Linked DNA regions of Mus musculus: regions 1 and 3 are each linked to region 2. The links are chromatin contacts, called in public promoter capture Hi-C maps. All regions are on one chromosome and are shown on one strand. The core of a region is the stretch at or near the end of the contact, and the rest is flanking DNA. Distances in the headings are between cores, read along the strand shown. Region 1 holds the start of Mpzl1 (myelin protein zero-like 1). Region 2 holds the start of Adcy10 (adenylate cyclase 10). Region 3 overlaps Dcaf6 (DDB1 and CUL4 associated factor 6).

Evidence for each region. Promoter capture Hi-C pulls out the DNA fragments that hold promoters and counts their contacts.
Region 1: a promoter capture Hi-C map of second pharyngeal arch cranial neural crest shows a contact between it and region 2. The contact joins the promoter of Mpzl1 here to the promoter of Adcy10 in region 2. A contact is called at or near these places in 12 of 39 promoter capture datasets (the 3T3-L1 cell line, the C10 cell line, the HPC-7 cell line and 8 more), 2 of 484 Hi-C or Micro-C datasets (both in liver), 5 of 115 datasets of contacts at active chromatin or transcription factors (the 230-238 cell line, the SCID.adh cell line, bone marrow-derived macrophages and 1 more) and 3 of 9 other capture datasets (adipose tissue, liver and pancreatic islet).
Region 3: a contact with region 2 is called in a promoter capture Hi-C map of liver. The contact joins the enhancer-like site here to the promoter of Adcy10 in region 2. A contact is called at or near these places in 5 of 39 promoter capture datasets (frontonasal cranial neural crest, hematopoietic stem and progenitor cells, liver and 1 more), 2 of 484 Hi-C or Micro-C datasets (the G1E-ER4 cell line and nephron progenitors), 1 of 115 datasets of contacts at active chromatin or transcription factors (large pre-B cells) and 3 of 9 other capture datasets (adipose tissue, liver and pancreatic islet).

The regions. Positions count from the first base shown.
Region 1 is chr1:165,633,069-165,637,431 of GRCm38.p6, forward strand. Mpzl1 (myelin protein zero-like 1) reads right to left here and starts at 1,473. Exons shown (of 6, transcript NM_001083897.1): 1 at 1,235-1,473. The coding sequence starts at 1,325.
Region 2 is chr1:165,483,914-165,488,304 of GRCm38.p6, forward strand. It overlaps Adcy10 (adenylate cyclase 10), which reads left to right and starts at 1,270. Exons shown (of 34, transcript NM_173029.3): 1 at 1,270-1,422.
Region 3 is chr1:165,329,162-165,333,289 of GRCm38.p6, forward strand. It overlaps Dcaf6 (DDB1 and CUL4 associated factor 6), which reads right to left. Exons shown (of 19, transcript NM_028759.1): 18 at 4,128; 19 at 339-842. The coding sequence ends at 778. Among named protein-coding and RNA genes, the nearest start is that of Gpr161, 35 kb to the left of the region's middle. Within about 2 kb of position 1,575, at least 5 of the 459 cell types and tissues checked have an H3K27ac peak or open chromatin away from gene starts, as enhancers often do. A contact at or near this core is called in liver, where this site is marked.

The DNA.
Region 1 (4,363 bases), core at 223-2,722, 150 kb after region 2:
CGGCACCAATAGAAAAAAAAATGGCAAAAACAAACAAACAAACAAACAAACAAAAACCCACGCCTTTTCTGTTTCCTTAGGAGAAACAGGAAAACAAAAACAAAAACAAAACAGATCCCATCTGATACATAAAAAAAAAAAAAAAAAAAAAGAATCTTGTCCATTTTCACCTCCAAGCTATTAACTAGGAGCTTAAATGAAAGCTGGAAATCCAACAGAATCTCACCTATACTCCTGGTTCGAGAGACTACTACATTAAGAACTTTTGCACGAAAGAAAGTACTGAGTAATGGATTTTGAACAAATTACATTTTACACAACAAAAGAATGAGTGGGAGGAACCCCCTCCGTGTTTTCTTAGGAGTTCGACCTCTCGGTAACCACTACTTAGCTGAATTCTGAGACAGAAACAAGTACTTTACTTTGAACAACACACAAAAAAAGTCCTGGGGCAGACACTACTTCAGACGCCCCATAAAACAACTCGTCCAAGACGTCATATAAACCGAGCCGGAGCCTTTATCAAAAACTTAAGCCTGGTTTATTTGGTAAGGGCCTGAGAGGGGGGCTTTTAAAATCAAAGTAAAAGCATGCTTTGTAAATGTTCGTCTTGTCAAACTATCTTGCCCATGTTTACCATTAATACGAATTCGACCGAATTCTTTCAAGCCTTTGCATTCTAGGCTAGAAGTAACGTAAATTTCGCCTCTGTGATTTACAGACCCCAGAGATGAAATAAATGAGAGTCTGAGTTTTCAATCATAGAGCCTTAAGAATTGATCTGAGCGCATTCGAAATAGATCTTACCAGGTAAAGGAAAAACACTGGTTTAAACAAGGAAATAAACCAACAAAGGCCCACAGGTGAAAAATCCTGCAATCTTCCGCCATCTCCCAAAGGTGGAGAACATCAATTCCAGAGTCGGACTCCCGGGAGGTCCTGGGCAACTCAGAATCGCCAGGAGGCGACCGCAGGGGACTGGGCGTGAGTGGGCTCCTGGGACTGTCCCCAGGGAGCTGCAAGGTAGGGAGCTCCCTCACCCCTCCCCGCCCCACCCCCCTCGCCCTCTACGCAAAGGGATCCAAAGAAAGAGGTTCCTCGGCTCCCGGCCGCGCTCCCCGGGCGGCGTGCCCAGGCCCCAGAGCTCGCAGGCCGCGCCCCCTCCCCTCCGAGGCGCCCCGAGCGCGCGCACGGCCGCGGAGCCCCCGCCCGACCCCGGCTCGGCATCACTCACACAGCCCGAGCATCGCGGCTAGCACCGACCACAGCCAGCGCCGGCGGGCCGGGGCCGCAATCAGTGCCACGGCTCCGACGGCCTCTGCCATCCTGCTCCCGCCGCTCCGTTCCGCCCGGCTTCCCGCTGCGGTCGGCTGGCTTGCCTTAGACCACACAGCTCTGTCCGGATCGCGGCTGCGAGCGCGAGGACACCTCCACGCCACCGCTCCCCGCTCCCGGCCCCAGTGGCCAACCGCCAGCCTTCTGCCCAGCTCCAGCCCCTGTGCCCGCCCCACTGCTCGCTCATTGGTCCTCCTGGCAACCTGGGAAAGAAGCCATTGGACAACTCGACTCCCTGTCAGCCCCCTCGGGCAAGGCCCCGCCCTCCGGGCCCCGCCCTTGGTGTGATCTGTGCAGCATGCCCGCGTACTGTGCCTCTGCAGCCGCATTACTTTGAGCCTGCCTGCGTGGCTGGTCGTGGGGCTGCCCTCCGGCCCACCGCCGCCAGAGGCTGCCCTCCTCTCTGAGGGGCCAGTCCCACAGTTCTCTTAATGTCCCTCCCCGCGGTCTCTTCCAAGTCCGGATATCATTTCCGACTAGGATCTGCTTGGTTACTCCTGGCCTCACTCACCTAAAGAAAAGCAATTAATTTAGGGACCGGGTGGGGGAGGGGAGGAGTGAAGTGAAGAGAGAGGTGAGGAAAGACTTCCATTCAGTGGTCGAGATAGAAAAAGACCCACCATCTCTTTGACCTTTGCCGAGTATCTGTCTTTGCCTGAACTGGATCATTTGCGTTGCAACATGAGAAGTCTCCATCTTGCCCTAACCTCTGAGCAGGCCCTTTTTTGGCTTTTCAGAGGACAGGAAAGGAATAGGAATTGGAACTCTTTCCCGCCACCTAGATAACCAGTGACTGCACTTACTGTTTGTTTAGCATATCAACGTCCCTCGGCCTATAGATGAAAAGTTAGGACGGAGGCGGTGCCTTACTTCAATTCTGAAAAGTGCCGGCTGCTACTAGTTACCCAGCAAACCCTAAAGAGAGGGAGGATTCTGAGAATGGTCTTCAAAGGGGGAAAAAGGAGGGACCAGACACAAAACAGATTAGAGTGAACGAAGAACGGGAAAATCCAAGTGAGAGTTTGGAGGAGGAAAACAAGTTTTAGGAACAAGACTATAATAGGCGGAGCGTAGTCCAGTAGACCAAAACGCGGCCTCTCCTTTCAGGATTTTGTCAAAAGCCAGTCTTAACAGTGTCCTTCCGATGTTTCCAGTGGCCTAGCCCCTTAACCTTGCAGTAGAGCAAGTTCCTAATTACTAGGCAATTGGAGAAAACCAAGAATGCATATCGCAGCTATTTTGCCTTCCGGTTAGCAGGTCCTGCCCATCGGTGGCACTTTACTTTCAAGGAGCACACATTGGAGTTTTAATAACCAAGAGTTTAGCAGGAAAGTAGAAAGGGCAAGCTGTGGAGGAGTCTGAGAAAGAAGGACTGTCTCAAGTTTGAGGCCAGCCAGCCTAGGCTGCATCAGGAGTTCTAAGGCAGCCTGTGCCACACAGTGTAGACTACCCTGTGAGACTCTTAAAACTTTTTTTTTTTTTTTGTGGCCATCCTTAGGTTATCCTGTGGGCAACAGAAGGGGAGTGGCCACGAAGTCAGATCTGTACTGAGGAGAGCACCTCATGTCTTTAATCCCACCCTCAGGAGACAGAAACAGGGGGCCTTTGAGAGTTTGTTCTACATAGTGATTCTAGGTCTGACAGGATTACTTAGTGAGACCCTGTCTCAGGGGTGGGGGTGGGGAGGAGGCACGGAGGAGCATGCTCAGGCTCATAACATAGGTATCACAGAAGGAAGGCAGCATTGAGAAGTGGTTCAGAAAAAGATCGATGTAGGAAATAGAATCAAGAAAAAGAGTTCTAATTCCTAGACTGTCAACCTTGCCTTTAGGATCAGTTTCTACGGCCTTTTCAGCCAGCTCCTTCCTCCAGGTGAGCGCCTCAGTCCACAGCAGATGACATCTCAGTCATCTACCAGGACCGGTTGTCTAACATCTCCATGATCCGGGGGATTTTGGTCAGGCTGTGCCTCCAGGTCTCAGAGATCTAGACGGTCAGTAGGATAGAGGCTAGCACTGGTGACTTACTGATGAACGGGCTTCTGAAGGACAGAGGTCAAAGGTGCAAAAAGCACAATAATGACAGGTGAGGGTCAGAGGTTAAAGGTGCATTGGCAAGGGAGCGTCATCCACACGGGAGACCAAAGGCCAAAAGCAAGTACATCAAAGATGGGGCTAACACACTCAGAGGCAGACTTGAGGCAAACCTGAAGACCAGAAGCAAGAAAAAGTAAGGCCCCGTATGACCGGGCCACAGAACAAATCAAGTATACCCTGATCAATTTCAAAAGCTACCGGGTTTAGTAAAAACATGAATCCTATTGGCTCGGTTGGTGTTCCGGTCTATGTGACCCCAGGCAGGACTTTCTTTAAGGATGGTTTAGAAAATGAAAAAATGCTAACATCTCGAGCAATTCTATTGGCTCTGCTGCCAGCCATCATAACTGGCTACTGCTTGTGATCCATATAACACCAGAACCCAAGACAAATATGGCTGACATCTTCTTGTGCTATAGTTTAGTTTTACTGTGATTTATTTAGAGATAGAGATGTGTAACATATATACATATATTATGTGTGTATGTATGTATGTATGTATGTATATAATCATGATGTGTATATTGTCTAAAAAATAAAGCATATTTAAACTAAAAATAAAATGTTACCACAATGGCGCACGCCTTTAATCCCAGCACTCGGAAGGCAGAGGCAGTCAAATTTCTGAATTCAAGGCCAGCATGGTCTACAAAGTGAGTTCCAGGACAGCCAGGGCTACACAGAGAAACCCTGTCTCGAAAAAACAACAACAACAAAAAATGTTGCCATGAAAGAATGAAATTCTGTGGGTAGGGGCAGAAACATGTTCTGAACTCTGAATGGATGACCAACCATTAGACCCAAAGATGACTCCAAGCACTGGTGCTATGGCACATCCAGTGAAGCCACTGGCCACCAAGCCAGATGACGACTTTAGACCCTAGAACTGACTGACAGGGTGGAAGGGGATGATAAATTCCTACAAGCTGTTC
Region 2 (4,391 bases), core at 20-2,519:
GAGTTGGGGAAGAAAGGGTTTGACCTCGCACTTCGATATTCCACATCATAGTCTATCATTGAAGTTGGGACTCAAACAGGGCAGGAGCCTGGAGGCAGGAGCTGATGCAGGGCCATGGGGCTGCATTCTCTCCTGCTCAACCTTCTTTCCTATAGCACTCAGGACCACCTGTCGAAGGGTGGGCCCACCACAGCAGCTGAGTCCACCCACATCAATCTCTAAGAAAAGGCCTCACAAGCTCACCTACACCCCAGCCAAATAGAGGCCTTCTCTCAGCTGAGGCTCCCACCTCTGATGACTCTACCTTGTGTCAAGTTGGCATAAAACTAGCCAGGACAGCTCCTTTAAAACATACTTTGACAGTGTCCCACTGGATTGTGAAAACTTAAATTCTTACTCATAAGGCCTCAGATTTTAACTGACCTTTGCGTAAATTTATAAGTAGACACATTAAAACCAGACGTATATTCAAAAACAGATGTATAATTTGTCAAAATTTTACCTCACAAGTAGTAAATTCATTAAAACTGGTAAAATTCATGGCCCTGATAGTGTGGTCACTACAATAGTGCTCCTTTGTTTATCCACCAGCCCTGGCAGCACCTGGAAGATAGTACCAAACGCTGAGGTGCTGCTGGTTGTCTGTAGACATCTATGCCAGTTTTTTAATGAAGTATAGTAAGAAATTAATAACAACAGTAATAAGATAAGACAATTGTAGCAAAATGCTGACAAGTCTGCCATACAAGTCATTTATACAGAGTGACTACACTGGACAGGAGGATGATTCGTGTCCCAGAGAGGACAGTGAGAGACTTCATTATGCTGCTGAACACTGTAATTCCAAAAAGAAAGAGTATTGCTGTAATTTTCCATTCATGTTTTCAGACCAAAGTTGATCAGTGGTAACTTAGCTTGCGTAACAAAACCAAAGACATGGCGAAACTACTGTATTGACTAAACTTGGGTGCTTGCTTAAGAGACTTTTCTTTTGATAATAGTCACCTATCAACTGTGACCTAATTTCAGTCACCCTCCACATGGTCAAGGAAAGAGATGTGTAAACGATGGGGTTATTTCACTCTCTCCAACTGTCTCACATGTCCAGACATGAGAACCTGAGATTGAGCCAAGCCAGTCTTCCAAGAGCAGTAGACCACTCAGTGTTGGGGGAGGGGTACGGTGATGCCAGCCAATCAGAAGCACAGCCAGTGCGCGTGAAACAATGAACTTCTGATGAGGGTGTGGCCTGGAAAACGGCTTTTTGACAAAACTGTCATTTGATGGGTCAGGTATGGACAGACATGGCACTTCTGCTGTCTTCAGAATAATAACACCAGACCCCTTTCCTGTTCTCTGCATTCCTGAAAGATCTAGTCCCTAATCTAGGCTCGAGCTTCTCCACAGTCTTGGAGAACAGAGGTACGTGGGAAGTAGGAGTTTCAGTAGAAGAAATAGCAGAGCTAGAAGGAAAACGACCATCTAGTGTCACAGCTAATAGACTTGAGAGGAGAGTGGTTGGCAAGTTCAGGGTTTATTTCTGCCAGCCTTTTAGGTTAGATTAGAAGCTTAAATGTGACCCTGTCCTGTTTGTCTTGGATATCATATATTTCTAGCTTGTCCTGTTTGCTTTCATCAGTCAAATAGTAAGTGCCTATCATATGAAGGTGCTAGAAAGGTGCTGTGGAAGAAAGAAAGACTAATAATGTGATCTCTAAAGAGGGGGTTTACAGTTCAGAGGGAGACAGTGTAAACAGGCCAAGAAGAGACTGACAGAAAATAAGTCACAAAAGTGTATAGACACTAAAAACCATGAAGAATGCAGAAGAGGAGTTGACAGAGTGATCAAGCAAGCTTTGGTGATACCGTTCCTTTTCAACCCCCCAGCCCCAACCCCCATTGTCCTCTTCTTAAAGAAGACTACATTATTGATGAAAAACTGAGCATAAGTCAAAAACTAGTAGGAAACTCTACAAGAGATGATGATGGACATGGTTGTGATCGGTCCTAACATATCCATAATCTTCGCATCCTGTTACTGCTCAGTTTTCCCATGACATCAGAAGGTGTGCTTGGATTCAGCCAGGAAGGATGCTTGCTGTACCTTCACATCCTCACTTGTTCTTTTGTTTGGGGTGGGGGTGGGGAATCCTCATTCCTAGTTATATTCCCACAGGCTCACACATTCTGCTTGACTGTGAGAGAATTGGCAAGGTGCCATCCACATGCCCTCCAGATGAGAGGATTAAACACACCTTTTCTGTAGATTTGGACATCCCCAATGTGTCAGTCTTACATGAAATGCTTCATCTAAGGTGCCTGAGGGAGCCGGGCATGGTGGCATCCCACCATCTGAGAGGAAGGGTCAGGTAGACCTCTGTGAGTTCAAAGTCTACACAGTGAGTCCCAAAACAACCTGTGAAGTGCTTAAATTGTAACTAAGCCGTGGGTGTATCTGTGGAGAGTATCTCTGCCACTACCATTTATTATGTTGCAGAACTTACAGAAAATTCTTCTAAAATGGAATTTGTCTATTTTACTCTTAAGAAGACTCATAAGAAAAACTCCCAGCTATTTACTTTAGATATCCTTGCCTTTTAGACTCATGGACAAATCAGGTTTCCCATGGATTGGGATACTCCTGTTCACCCTAGCATTTGGGAAGTGGAAGCAGGAGAATCAGGAGATCAAGGCGAGCCTCAACTCCAGATGAAGTCTGAGGCTGGCCTGGGCTGTGTGAGTCCCTTGAGTCCCTTATGCCTATCTCAGATCTACAGTAATTCTGCTTTCACTTCAACTCCCATCTTTCTAGTCTCAAAATGAGGCTGCTTTCCTTCCTTAGTAATCACAACAAAACTGTCCCCAAGTCACAACAAAACTGTCCCCAAGTCACAACATTTAGAACAACGATCTTATCGTGCTCATGTGTGGTGTACATGTGTACATTGTAGAGGACGCTAGTGGTTGACAGCATACATCTTTTCTTGATCACTCTCAATCTTAATTGTTGGGCAGTTAACTTGAAGATGACCGACTAGCCAGTAAGCTTGAGGAATCTCCGCCTCGCCAGTGCTGGAGTAACAGGCTTGTGCCACTTTTATGTGGTTTTTTTTTAGGAATCCGAACGCAGATCCCTATGTTTATGCCATCTCCCCAGCCCCTTAGTTTATGTTTCTAGTAAATTAAAGGATACTAAGTACAGGAGAGGAATGTGGGTTGAATATGGTCAAAATACATTATATGGGGCTGGAGAGATGGCTCAATGGTGAAGAATGCTTGCTACTCTTCTAGATGACCAAAGTTCAGTTTCCAGCTTCCAGCTGCCTGCAAGTCCAGCTCCAGAGGATCTGACACACTTTTCTGGCCTCCATGCAACACATGTTGCACAAAAACAGACACATACACACACAGAGGTATGCATAAATTTAAATTTTTTAAAGATGTTAAAAAATACATTATATGAAATAATAATACTTTGCGTGAAAGATTTAAAATAATGTATTAAGTGGATAGAAGTGGTAGTGCACACTGCTAATCCCAGCATAGAGGCCGGACGCTCTCTGAGATCAAGGTCAGCATGATCTCCATAGTGAGTTCCAGAACTACATAGAAAGACTTTGTCTCAAAAAATAAATAAAAAATTAAGGGGGGGATATTAAATGCCTTCTTATGGGCATTAGCTGTTCCTAACGACCCCCAAAGACAATTGGAGAACACAGATGCTAATGTTACAATTCATTACAGTAGCAAAGTTACAATTATAAAGTAGCAACAAAATAATTTTGTGGCTGAGGGTTATTGCAACATGAGGAACTGTATTAAAGGGTCACAGCATTAGGAAGGTTGAGAACTATGGTCTAGATGGGCTATTCATCTTATATTGTATTTGCCTCCTTTCTGGAAAAACAAAAACAAAAACTGCACTTCCTATGCAGTATTGAAACTTAAGCGAAAGGATCAACAATCAGTCGAACTCTGGGTGCACAGTAAAGCCTAGATGTGACTACATAGAAACTCTTTTACAAAGTACCTATGAGCATGAGGGCGGGTTCTATAGCTAAAAGGCCTAGAATCTAGTGTGGTCTCTGACGTATAACATATAGGTCAGAAGGTCATAGAGTACATGTGATATCTCCCCAAAGGGTAAGTAGTGGTCTGGGATAATCATTCTGGGGAATTGGATGAGGTCTGCCTCCACAGATAGAAAAAAAAAAAAAAAAGTCACCAAGTCTTTAACAAAATCCATTCTTAGATTTCTGCAGGAATGCAGTTATTTGATTTTTAATCCTTCACTGAGGAGATACCCTGCATGATTAACATTTTTGGTTCTCTTAGTCCTCTGTGAATACAAGGACCTCTGTAACTCCAATGTTCTGGGTATAATTGAGAGA
Region 3 (4,128 bases), core at 325-2,824, 150 kb before region 2:
AAGTGGAGGTGGATGCTAGAGTCAGCTAACTGATCACAGTAATTCAGGAATATGGACAGAGAGGTAGACCAGAAGACAGCACCTTGAGTTTGTGCTAATGTAAATCATCTATAAGACCCAGTGACTGATTTGGATGAGGTGTCAACAGATCCTGAGAAGTAGCTCAAGAAAAGTGAAGAAAAAGGGAAGAGAACTGTAAAGGCCCTTTTACATTATCTGGTCACACAGAGGTCAAGATGGAAAGGACTATTAAATTCAGAAAACAGCAAGCCCTCTTTTGTTAGAGAAATGACTAGAAAATGTGGGTAAAGTAGCAAAGAATTAAATAAAAAGTCAAATTTAGGATATCTTAAAGCAACCAACATCTTTAATTAGAAAGCAACAAACATGCAAATGGCAAGTGTAGAAATTTATTTGAACCAACATTTTCACTACAATGAAAATGACTTCAGCATTGATCCAAGCTCCCACAGCGGAGGGTCAGGAAGTATTGCACTTTGCTTTTTTTTTTTTTTTTTTTTTTTTTTTGGACTCCATACACGGCAAAAGGTTTCAAAAAACATTTTGCTTACTTTGTTTTACACACTCTCCCAACTCATGCACACACTCATTCCAAACCAATGTTTGGTTATCCCCAAAATAGGGAAGAACTCCAAAAAAAAAAAAAAAAAAAAAAAACCCATAGCCTTAAATTGCACTAAAGTTCTGTAAAGAAAAAAAATATAATAAATGTCGTATACAAATCTCAGAACATCTAAGTGCTTGCCAAGGAGTTCTTTATTCTTCATCCTCATTTTCATTCTCCTGACCTGAACCTTCTGATCTGTCACCCTCCAGACGGTCTGGAAAACAGACATGAGAATCATACACACTCAAAATCCTTTTAGTATTTATCATAAATAACCCCTAGAACTTCATTTAAAACCACAAAAAACATTTCTAATTCAAAACTTAAGTATGTAAAAATCTACTCACTAGTATATACAGAAGTCTTGGTTTGGTTTTTGTTTTTTCGGAAACAAGGTCTTACTATGTAGCCTTGGCTGGCTTTGTAGACCAGGCTGGCCTCTAATTCACAGAGATCTACCTGCCTTGCATTTCTAGAGCTAGGATTAAAGTCATACACCACCAAACCTGGCTCTTAAAGGTTTTTTGTTTTTTTTTTTTTAAGATTTTCTTTTCAATGTTTTAAATTCTATGTATGTGCACCCATGCCCAGTAGGCATGTGTATATGAGAGCAGGTGCCTGTTGAGGCTGGAAGCCCTGGAAGCCCTGGAGCTGGTGATACAGGCGACTGTGAGCTGCCTAACGTCAGTCTTCTGAAAGAGCAGCACGTACTCTTTAACTGAGCCATGCCTCCAGCCCCAATATAAGCTTTCAATTTGGCGTCAAAAGGTAATGAAGAATGAAAACATAATACAGTATATACAATACCATATAATTTTAAACATACAAGACCTTGATATATTACATTCTCTTGCAGTGGTTTTCAAACAAGGTGTCTTGGAGGCTAAGTTTTAACTAAGGGGACCTGGAAGGGGATGCAAGAGAGAGAAGCCTGGAGAGAATGCTGATGTGTTCACCTTCTGACACTGTGACTTGATGTCATTTACAAAGTTCATGCTCCAAAACAGAGCAATCAGGTTGCAAAAATAAAACAAACAAAAACTTTGCCAAAAAAAAAAAAACCCCAAAAAAACTCTTACACTGGAAACAGTACTTTCAATGAAATTATGATTTTCCATTGGGCTAAATTCACAGCTATTTTGGGGCACATGGCCTGTGGGTAACCAGATGGACACATCTGTAAGAGGCTTGTGTACTTCTGTTTGTAAGATTTCTTAAAATTCAGTATCTACTACATTCCAGGAAGTGGCTAACCCTGAGATAACAATGGTGACTAAAATGAATGCAGTTTCTTCCCTCAAGGTAAGCCCTATCTGGTTCAATATTCAAGTGTACACATATGTCATGTACTTGGTGGCCACTGTACCATGCATGCTCTCCTAGGCTTATCCCATTTGCACTTGCTGTTCCTTTGCTTGGGGCATTTTTGCATAATCCATTAGACCATGCTTCTGCCCAGTACAACTATGAAGCTTTTTGCTAAACTTTCCCAACTTCTTCATGAGCTCCTTCCTCCACATTTTCTGGAAACTCCTTGATGAGCCTTACAACAATGACCCAGGTTACACTACTTGTGAACCTGTCGATTAGCTTTTGGATAATTTTGGATCTTTCTATCTTCAGGGCTTATACAGACCGTTCAGTGAAGGTGTTTAGTGTCCTTGGTTGGTTTCCGCAGCACTGAAGAATTCAACCTAGAGCCTCGGGCACAATAAGTAAGAAAGCACTGTGCCACAGAGCTTTACCCTGGAGCAAGGTTTACTGAAGGAATGGATGTGAGGTATGAAGATAAGCTGTATCGCACCAGGGTGTATGAAGACAATGGCAGAAAGCCACTGCCACAGTAAGGATAGCATTTAAGACATATATTGACAAGTGCATTTTCCCAAATACTGTGGAAAATATTAAAATAGATCAGGCTTAAAGATGTCCACAACAGAAGGACACCAAACACCAGATGGGAGGGAGCAGTTTAATGATAGAAACTCTGAGGAGAGGAAGGTTTTGGTTTATCATCTAGGGCTAGCATGGCAGAGTAATGGGCTGGCCTCAGGGCTGTACGTGAAACCCTGAGTCAAAGGGAATGTAGTTTCAAGTCAGGTTTAACGTTCATCAGGTAATGGCCTGGGCAAATTATTAAAGCCTAATTTAAAGGGTTACTATTTGAGAGACTGGAGAGACTTGCTGCTTTTGTAGAAGACCCAGGTTCAGTTCCCATCACCACACACTGGATCACAAACAACTGTAGCTCCAGGTCTATGGTATCCAACATTCTCTTTTGAACCCCCTTTGTGTTAGGCATGCATGTGTACATGCAGGTAAAACACTCATACCATACCATAAAATAAAATAAAATAAATCTAAAATAAAGTCTTTAATTTTTTTTTAAAGGGCTAGTATTTGCTGTGTCAGTGGTACATGGCTTTAATACTAGTACTCAGGAGGCAGAGGCAGGAGGATCTCTGTGAATCGAGGCCAGCCTGGTCTACAGAGCAAACTGCAGGACAACTAGGACTACAGAGAAGCCCTCTAAATAAATAAGTGAACAGTTAATATTTGATACAATATAAGTACTCTATAAATGATGCATAATACTCAACACGTGAATGAACTTATGAAGTCAGTGAGAAGTGATAAGCATACATAATACACACTTTTACTGTTATGAATACAGATTATGCAATTTACTCTGAAATATTAGTTGTAATGATACATAGTTTTCAGATCCAAGTCACTGAACCAGAGTTTATCATCTAAAAAATGTATTAAGAGGTGGAGAGATGGCTCAGTAATTAAGATCACTTATATAACCTGGCTTCAGTTCCCAGCACCCAGTAACCATAGTCTGTAACTTCAGTTCCAGAGGATCCAATACCTTCTTCTTGCTCCTGTGGGCACTGCATACATACAGTACCAGATACACATGAAGGAAAACTCAGACACATAAAATAAAAATAATTAAATCTTAAAAACATTATTGAAAAGTACACTAACATAACTTCCTTCCTTACCACATAACGCTTGCTTTTCACTAGGGCTTTACTGATTTTTTAAATAAATCTATGGTAAAGTGTACTCAGCATAACCTTATTTATTGTTTTTGTTAGTGGAGGCAGGACTCATGTATCTCAGGCTAGCCTTGAACTTCCTATGTAGCCTAGGGTGACTCTGGACAGCTCTTCCTCCCTCCTCCCTCCACCTCCCTTGTGTTTAGGGAGTGCCACTACACCCACCCAGCAGTGCACTGTACTTCCTGTAAAGGAAGATTACCTAAGACAGAGTTCTCAAGCGACTGTGCTTGCATTTTACCATTTTCCAATAAACGAGTTTTATAAGGACATAATTTACAGTGTTAGGTCAAGGGTTCACAGAAAGAAATCCTAGTTCTAAAGTTGTTGATTTCATTTTTGGACATTAAGAAAATCACATAGATCTCTAAGGTAGGGCTTACTGTTTTCAAATAAAATAATGATTTTAATGATAGAGTAGAAGTTCTTACC